Linked DNA regions of Drosophila melanogaster: region 2 is linked to region 1. Evidence: chromatin contacts called from public HiChIP or PLAC-seq data. All regions are on one chromosome and are shown on one strand. The core of a region is the stretch at or near the end of the contact, and the rest is flanking DNA. Distances in the headings are between cores, read along the strand shown. Region 1 holds the start of pan (pangolin). Region 2 overlaps Rnf11 (Ring finger protein 11).

Region 1 (4,178 bases), core at 1,326-3,825:
CTTTGACATCGTACCAGTCCTTGCGAGAAAACGGGTCCACCACCTTCTTCTTACCGCCCTTCTTACCACCCTTGGAAAGACCTTTATTTTTGCCGACTGCCATGTTCAACTAATAAACCGGAAAAGGTCGAATCACGTTGACGACGTATGTGGAAAAAAGGAAACCAGTGTTGGTAAAGGCCACGAGTGTCATTTTATAATTTGAGACCTGTATGCAGTAATATGTCCGTGTTATATCGCTTTCTCATTGTGCTGCGTTCCGAAAATTTTTTGGAGCACTGTGTACACGATTACTTTTTAGTGAGCCAAAGGATATATCTACAACTTGTATTATGGGAAGTACAAACTACGAAATCCTTGTAAAATATACCTTAAAGGAACAGTTACGCTTGTAGTTTAATAAAATATAAACAGAAAACAGTAAAGAGTAAATGTCGTGACCAACAAATTTGTAACTGTAATACATAACAAAAAATAGAAGAGCATCAGCCGTTCTAAGCTGTTTTTTGCTCTAGCTATTATTTCTATATTATAGTTTTAGTTAATTTCTAATATGGGGTTTAATTATTATATTTGACGCCTAATCTTGATAAAAATTAAATTTCATTAAAACAATTCTATGTTTTGTTAGTTTTTTAATTGTTACCATTTCTGTCACTCGTAATAGAAGCGGAAACAATATGTATTTTGGTCACGTTTATTGACCATCGCCACAAATGCAGCCGGCGTTGGTTCACTTCTCACGACTAATTTTCATCATAGACGGTAAAAATATATAAGAAAAATATAAACGCAGTGAATAAATGTTTTGGGTAAATTCATATTTGCATTTTATTATTTTTAATCTTCCATTCCAATTTTTTTGTAAGCAAAGAACGTCTCATTATCCTGAAATTATTCGATACGAGCCAAGAATTATAAAAAAAAATCATTTTGTAAAATGTCTTAATTTTGTTTTATTTTACTATTTTTGACTTTTTTTTTTAGTATAAAGCAAAATAAATAAAAAAAAAAATAAATTTTAAAAATTAAGTGAACAAAATTAAGCATTTAAATGATTTTGTATAAAGCTAATATATCTATGCTGTTGCTCGAGACCGGCTAAGCCATAGGGTCTTTCCAAAATACGTAGAACTACAGCTTCATTACAGAAGTTATGGGCGTACGAAATTGATCTCTTTTTTTTATTATGCGTGTTCTCCAAACATCCAAATATTTTTAACAAACTGAATCTGCATGCCTAATTTGATTCCATTATATCTCGGCGTCGAGATCATCCCGCCTTGCGGTCAGTTTTTTTAATTGGGTCCAAGGCAAATTTTAAAAGTGTGCGTATCATATGATATCGTTTACCATTATCAATAACATCACAGTTAAATTGGAACAGGCCCAAGTGTTTTTAAATACATTTTTATAATTAAAATGAAGAAAGATTGATAAATGTTTTTAATTTTTGTATTGGGGCACACCATACAATATAACTTCATGAATTTTAGGAGGATGCTAGGCAACTGCTAGTTCAGAAACGGTCTCGCATTTCGATTTCGATTATTTTAAAAATGACGTGGATCGGTGAAATACGCTTGGCAATGCTGGTCAAATGGTCAAATGCTGGCCCGTTTAATGGGAAATACACCTATACATATCATGAGTTGCCACCTGGCAACTCCCACATCACGGGAGGTGCCTTCCGATTTTTGCACATTTTGAAACTTACCATCCTGATATTTGTACATATCGGGAGCTGCCATACGATTTATGCACATATGAAGAACTACCATCCTGAATTCTACATACACCGAGAGGTGAATTTTCGAAGTATCATTCTGAAATCTGCACGTATCAAGAGCAGCCATCTTGAGATGTAATTTGTACAATGTTAATCGACAACCAAACTTTAAAATTAGGATGGCAATGCCCGACAAGTTCAGTGATTAGCGAAATACGATATCTTTAAATTGTAGCGTATGGGTGAAAACTGCATGAGTTTATCATGTACATAATCCATTCTAAAAACTAAGCATGACCCCAAACCGCTATTAGGAGTTTAAATGAATATATCGACCTTTAGCTTAAGCGAACCAAAATAATAAAAAATCTTATTATTGTGTTTTAACATCTAACAAACATTGAAAAGTTAAAAATGAAAATTCTTGTTATAATTTTTTTTGATTATTTAATGCTAATCGAGCCATTCGATATAAGCAAAATATCGAGAATTGTCGCGGCAGAACATCGATGCACGCCTGCTTATCGACAGTTGCCATCGTCGTTATTCCAGCACTAATTTAAAAAAAATTCGATCAACGCAGACGTGGTACGGCGTTTTAAATCTGATAACATTTTGAACCGGGAATTATTTTAGAGTACCATTCTTTGTTTTGTGCCTGTTTCAGTATAAATTAATTATGCGCCTGATTTAAAGTACAAAATGTGTAAATATATCACCTTACCGTCGCGGGTGCACCCAATTGTGCTTTGATGAATAAATATACATATATGCAACATATATAACTTCCTGTGTTAGTATAAGTGTATGTCAGCCAAAAACAAATATATATATGAGTGTTTATCGGCATTCGTGTGCTGGCAGAGCAGCGATCAAAGCTGCGTTCGGTACTCGTTGACTGGCCCAAGAATGAATTCTCGTGCAAGTGTGTTGATAAAAAGTATACGTATGTATGTATGACATACAAAAATATTGTGTCTGATTAATTAATGCGTGTATGCCTTTAACTGTGAAACCTTTTTCAATTAGTATTTTTCTCACATGTAAGTGTGCTTAATAACAGAAAAGTTTGCTGCAAATTTGTGGCTTTGTGGATAGCTTTTCAGTAAACTAACGTATAAAGGATTCAAATTTTACTGCTCTAATCTCTCGGATTGTTTAATCAAATCATCACTGTAAGTGTCCCTGCTTAAGTTCAATATAATAACATCCACAGTCATCGGTCAAGTTATACAATAAAGTCAAACGTGCGCACTTTTTCGCTCTTCAGGGAACATTTTAATTTCAGATCCGATTTTCTGTTTTAATAACTTAAATATAAAGTTAACACCACATTGTCGTGTTCATATATGTAGATACTCATCAGATAGATATATGTATACGTGTAACTATGCATGTATATGTAAACACGGCATTGGATCCTCTGCTTCGAATGCAGAGAGCCGACAGTACTCACACACACCCTGATGTTTGTTTATTTATTTGCTGAAAATACAGTTTTCTGTATTCTGTTTTACGCATATATTTTTGTTTAGACTCTGTCGTTTTCGTCTCTACCTGTTGATACACCACAATCTTGTTTCTAAATAGAAACTCGTTGTGTCATTAGTCTTGAGCCGATGCGTATTCTGCTTTGTTTTTGCTATTGCCGCTGTCGGCGTCGACAAAGTTGTTACCTTAAACTAGTATGTAGTTAGCTATTTGCCTCAGCGCGTTCTGCCTACCTATCCGTTTAGTTCAAATCTCCGACGGCCCAGTCAGGTAATGAATAAATCGCCGTGCCTCCAAAGCCGAAATGTGACAAATCGCTATGTATGTATATTTTACATACGCTTTTCCATTTTGCTAATCATTTAGTTCCGAGAAAAGTGAGTAAGAATTTGTCCTTGCAGGTCGATACAACTTTTATTTTAAATAAAATGCAAGGGCAAGGTTATTTTTTTTTATTTATTTTTTTTTTGTGAAATGAAGATTTCTAGTAACTACAGCCCTTTTTTTGTGGAAAGGTGTGAAGATGGAGAACACACATAAAAAGCATTTTTAAACCGCATGCATTGTTGTGTAAATTGCAAGACCTTAAAGAAATTAACAAAATAATATTATGATAACACCTACATTTTTTATGTGTATAGTTATTAGTTACTTATTAAAATTGTTGCACTACGCTTTTAAAGACACGAAAATTCCTATTCTAATACAACTTTTTCATTTAAAATAATCCGTCATATCCGAGCAATATTTCATCAGAATAAAAGTGTTGTTAAGATTGGACTTTAGAAATTGAGTAAAAAAATGTATATTTTACTTAAACGACTTCTTCATTTTCGGAGAGGTTATAATATATACAAGTTCAAAAAATATAGACCTCACCTCATTAATTATTACTGTGCACGTAATAATATCCACAAATTAATACAATAATATAATATCCACAAATGTTAAAACGATG
Region 2 (3,913 bases), core at 661-3,160, 260 kb after region 1:
AAATATATAATTAATGAAACGTTTTATACAAAATAAATAACTAAAAAAAAAAAAAAAGGGTCTGATCAACCGAAAAAAAAAATTTAATAAGTTTTTGTCTAAGAAAGTTAAAAATAGAAGCATAACGTAATTATAAACAACAAAAAAAAAAAAAAATATAAAAAAAAAAAAATTCTTTTACACAAATTATTCTGAGACCAAACTTTTTCTAATAGAAAGGATAAATAAGAAATAATATAAGAAAAAAAATGTTTTAATTAATTAAATGACTACATATATTACGTCATTTCTCTAAAAAGGGAGGTGTAGTGTATCTACCCTCACTATAACTCTACTCTACATATATATAAGTAACGTACATACATTGTGACACTTTGTTGCAAACACAAATAAACATAATTCACATCAAAGACCACATGCACTTACATAAACACTCCAGCCAATGAAATACGATCTAACGCTTATACATAAGCCGATCGCGGAGCGTGAGAATGCTGAGCATGCACTTAGCAGCTCAAGTGGTCAAGCCATACATAACATATGTATGCCTTCTGCATACACATGTATATGTATATACAATATATACAATATGTACAATATGTAAGAACACCATGTACGGGTAGCTGTACCCAAAGACAGCAACATAGGATTCATTCAAATAAAACGATTCAAACGGAACAGACGCTCTGAGCTATTCAATATCTATTACACTGAGCTATTACTTATTACTTATTACAATATATATATAAATTGTTTTACCAACATTAATTCTATATTTGGTATAACAAAAAAAGATTAAATAAAATGTGAGATTTATTTAATTCCGGCATTCATTTCATTTCTGTATAAGTATGGGTCTTGTTGGATTCTGGGTAGCCCTTTTGGCTCTCTCCTGCTCATAGCATACATGGTGAATGTCCAGAATAATTCTTATAATTTTAAAGTTTACGAAGACGAATCCTTTCGTTTTTTACTATATCATGAATTGTTAAAAATGAAATAAAAAACAAGCTTAGCATAAAAAGTTACAGGATAAAAGCGAAAATGTGTTCTCATCTATTTCTTATGATCGATTTTTACTAACATACGTATTGTTTGCAGCTTAGCTCACAAAGCAATTCGACGGCCATGAAATTAACTTCAACAGAGTCGGATTGTTCTTTATTATCTTAATTACGAAACAATACGTGCGTAGATTTAGATGAATGAATTCTGGCTTTTGATTCAAGACAGAGTACCTGAGGATTTTTGCCGAAATAGCACGAACATTTAAATTTGAAAAAAGTTCTGGTCCTCGTTATAGATCCGTGCTTTTCTGTTTCTTTTGCACCGTTTGGTCGATTTATTATAGTGCTAACCTTTTCCACGTGTAAGTAAATAAAACATGTTTATTCATTGAATCATTTATTACATGTAAGACGATAAAATATTAATTAATGGCTTCAGTGTGCGAGACAAAACCGATCCGCTTACATTTTGAGTTAAAGGTGGTTATAATCAATGTATGTATGCCCTTGCATTACAATTATATTAATATTAAGTACTTTATATATTTTGTTAGCATACATACTAACAAAAAAAATTAGAAATTTACATTTTTTTTACGGATTATTTTTGCTGAATTACAAAATGCTTTTTAACCAATTCACAGCTACATTGCTGTTATCCTGAACAAAACCTTTTTTTATAAAAATTCCAAGCTGTGCTAAGGATTTCTTAGAATTGTTATTTCTGAGAATGTGTGCGGTTTATTTTTATATGGATATGGATGCCACTGAAATTTAAACTGCAGTTTCAGTGTGACTGTGGGATGATAGACGTTCGACATCAATTTCGGGTATGGTCAGCTCATCAGGTATATTATCGGCATACTCAATGGAAGACGTTTCCGAAAGGCGTTTGCTCAACGAAGTCTGCTTACGCAGTACCTCTGCCAGGGATGTGTTGGTGTGATCACCGTAACGGGCGTCCAGACCCTGGCGGAATGCGTTTACCACTCGTATCTAAGCGTACATTTAGTAAAAAGAAAAGAACAACACCAAGAACAGTGACAAAAGGGACATAAACAATAGTATAAGAAGAACATCTTTAATCATTCAAGCTAAAGATCCAATTATACATATATGAACATACTTTCTTTTATGTATATTTCTAGTTCAAATTAAATACAAATATTATTTTGACAATTCTTACTACGAGCAGATGCGACACATAAATGATAAGATAGATCTTAAGTTAATAATGGGATATCCAAATACCAATTAATTCAGACGGACAAATAATCAGTAACAACACTTCATATGAGTTGCTTATTCTTTTTAATATTTCGCTTATTTTGTTCATAATTCGGAGGACTGTAGCTCGGTAATTTACCAATTAATCAGCAATCTAAAATTAATTTGCCTAATCATGCATTATGCGACAACCTTTTTTTGATTTTATTTAAGTGGTGACGAACAAACACATTAAAAAACTAAGTATATCGTTCTTCTACATGATGGAAGTTTAAAGCAAAACCAGTGGGCACGAAAAACCAACTAAATCATAATTAAAAAAGAAATATAACCATATATATTTTGGATATAGGTGGGTTAAAAATTCGGCATATTAAATTAAGCTTGTGGTTGACACACAATACGCCTATTAAATTGCCTTGCCTTTCATTACCTTATTATTACGGACAAACAGACGATTTAAAAAAATTGTGTTCTTAGTGAATAGACAAACGTACTACAAGTATATCATCGTTCATTCTTATAGTTACGCTTTTGCCGAGATAGAATTTAATAATTCGACTTATTTTAAAACTGTAAAAATAACATAAAACAAAATTGTTAAGGCTTACAGCTTGATCAGTGTTGCTCTTGCTATATGGGACCGGAATCAAGCGTTCTTGCAATTCGCCGCCTATTACCTTTAAGAATGAAGAGAAAGAGAGGGAGATAGAAAGTAATACAGAAAATATAAGTGGGAAAGAGTAAAATAGTCATAAAAAGGTTGAAATTTATATTAATCTTGCCGCTATAAATGGATCACTACAAACACTTTGGCTTTACTGTACTAATTTTTTAATTCTTAAAAAGCAAATAAATATATGTTTAACTAGAGTTTAGGTGTTGAAAAGTAAACAAAAATATGTAATTATCATAACAATGTACGTTTTTGAAAAATTATCAAAATACAATTAATCATGTAATAGTAGTAGTAAAAGTGGAGGATATGAATAAGATTTTTACCTAATAATAATTCTGGAAAGGACACACCAGGTCTGTTATGGGAAATTATGACAATTGTTTTATATATGCTAAAGAAAATTAATTATTATATAAAACATTTTTTGATGCACTAACATTAACCCATTTATTACGTATGCTCATGTACGCAAACGAGCGATTAATAAGAATATCAATGGAAAAACCACATTTTTATTCATTTGTGAAAAATAGATTTTTCCTAGTAGATGGACCAACATATTTGAATATTTAAATATATAATTAATTTAATTATTACAGACATTTTCAGTATAAATGTACAAAAGTTTAAATATATCATTATTAGATATAGAAAAGAACGGCATTGAAATTTTGTGATGTTAATTTGAAAGCGGAGGTTAATATACTGAACAACGAAGTTCGTATGATTAAAACTTCGGTAATACCACACATTAATCAGAGAAAATACACATAAGATCTGAAATAGTGTTAGTAATAATACAACTGAGGTAATACATTTTTTTTGTGTAAAACACGAAGTTTTGTAAAATGCATGCTTGCTTACGTTTTTTATATTGAATAGTTAGGCATTATAGTTAGAGAACTATTCGTTAACTTTCTATAATTGGGTGTTCATATAAATAATGTTACATTTTCGAAATCGCTTACTATACATGCACATTTGTATTTATGAGATTAAT

Evidence for each region. HiChIP or PLAC-seq counts read pairs in DNA pulled down with a chosen protein or histone mark.
Region 2: a contact with region 1 is called in an H3K27ac HiChIP or PLAC-seq map of the Kc167 cell line, with 2.8 times the contacts expected there. The contact joins the enhancer-like site here to the promoter of pan in region 1. A contact is called at or near these places in 3 of 107 Hi-C or Micro-C datasets (the Kc167 cell line and the S2 cell line) and 1 of 6 datasets of contacts at active chromatin or transcription factors (the Kc167 cell line).

The regions. Positions count from the first base shown.
Region 1 is chr4:67,078-71,255 of dm6, forward strand. It overlaps pan (pangolin), which reads left to right and starts at 2,576. Exons shown (of 12, transcript NM_001258477.2): 1 at 2,576-2,904. It overlaps RpS3A (Ribosomal protein S3A), which reads right to left and starts at 130. Exons shown (of 4, transcript NM_001258475.2): 1 at 1-130. The coding sequence starts at 103.
Region 2 is chr4:327,426-331,338 of dm6, forward strand. Rnf11 (Ring finger protein 11) reads left to right here. Exons shown (of 4, transcript NM_001272124.1): 4 at 738-3,913. It overlaps PMCA (plasma membrane calcium ATPase), which reads right to left. Exons shown (of 18, transcript NM_001201587.2): 18 at 768-2,003. The coding sequence ends at 1,782. Among named protein-coding and RNA genes, the nearest start is that of Rnf11, 14 kb to the left of the region's middle. Within about 2 kb of position 1,911, at least 9 of the 39 cell types and tissues checked have an H3K27ac peak or open chromatin away from gene starts, as enhancers often do. A contact at or near this core is called in the Kc167 cell line, where this site is marked.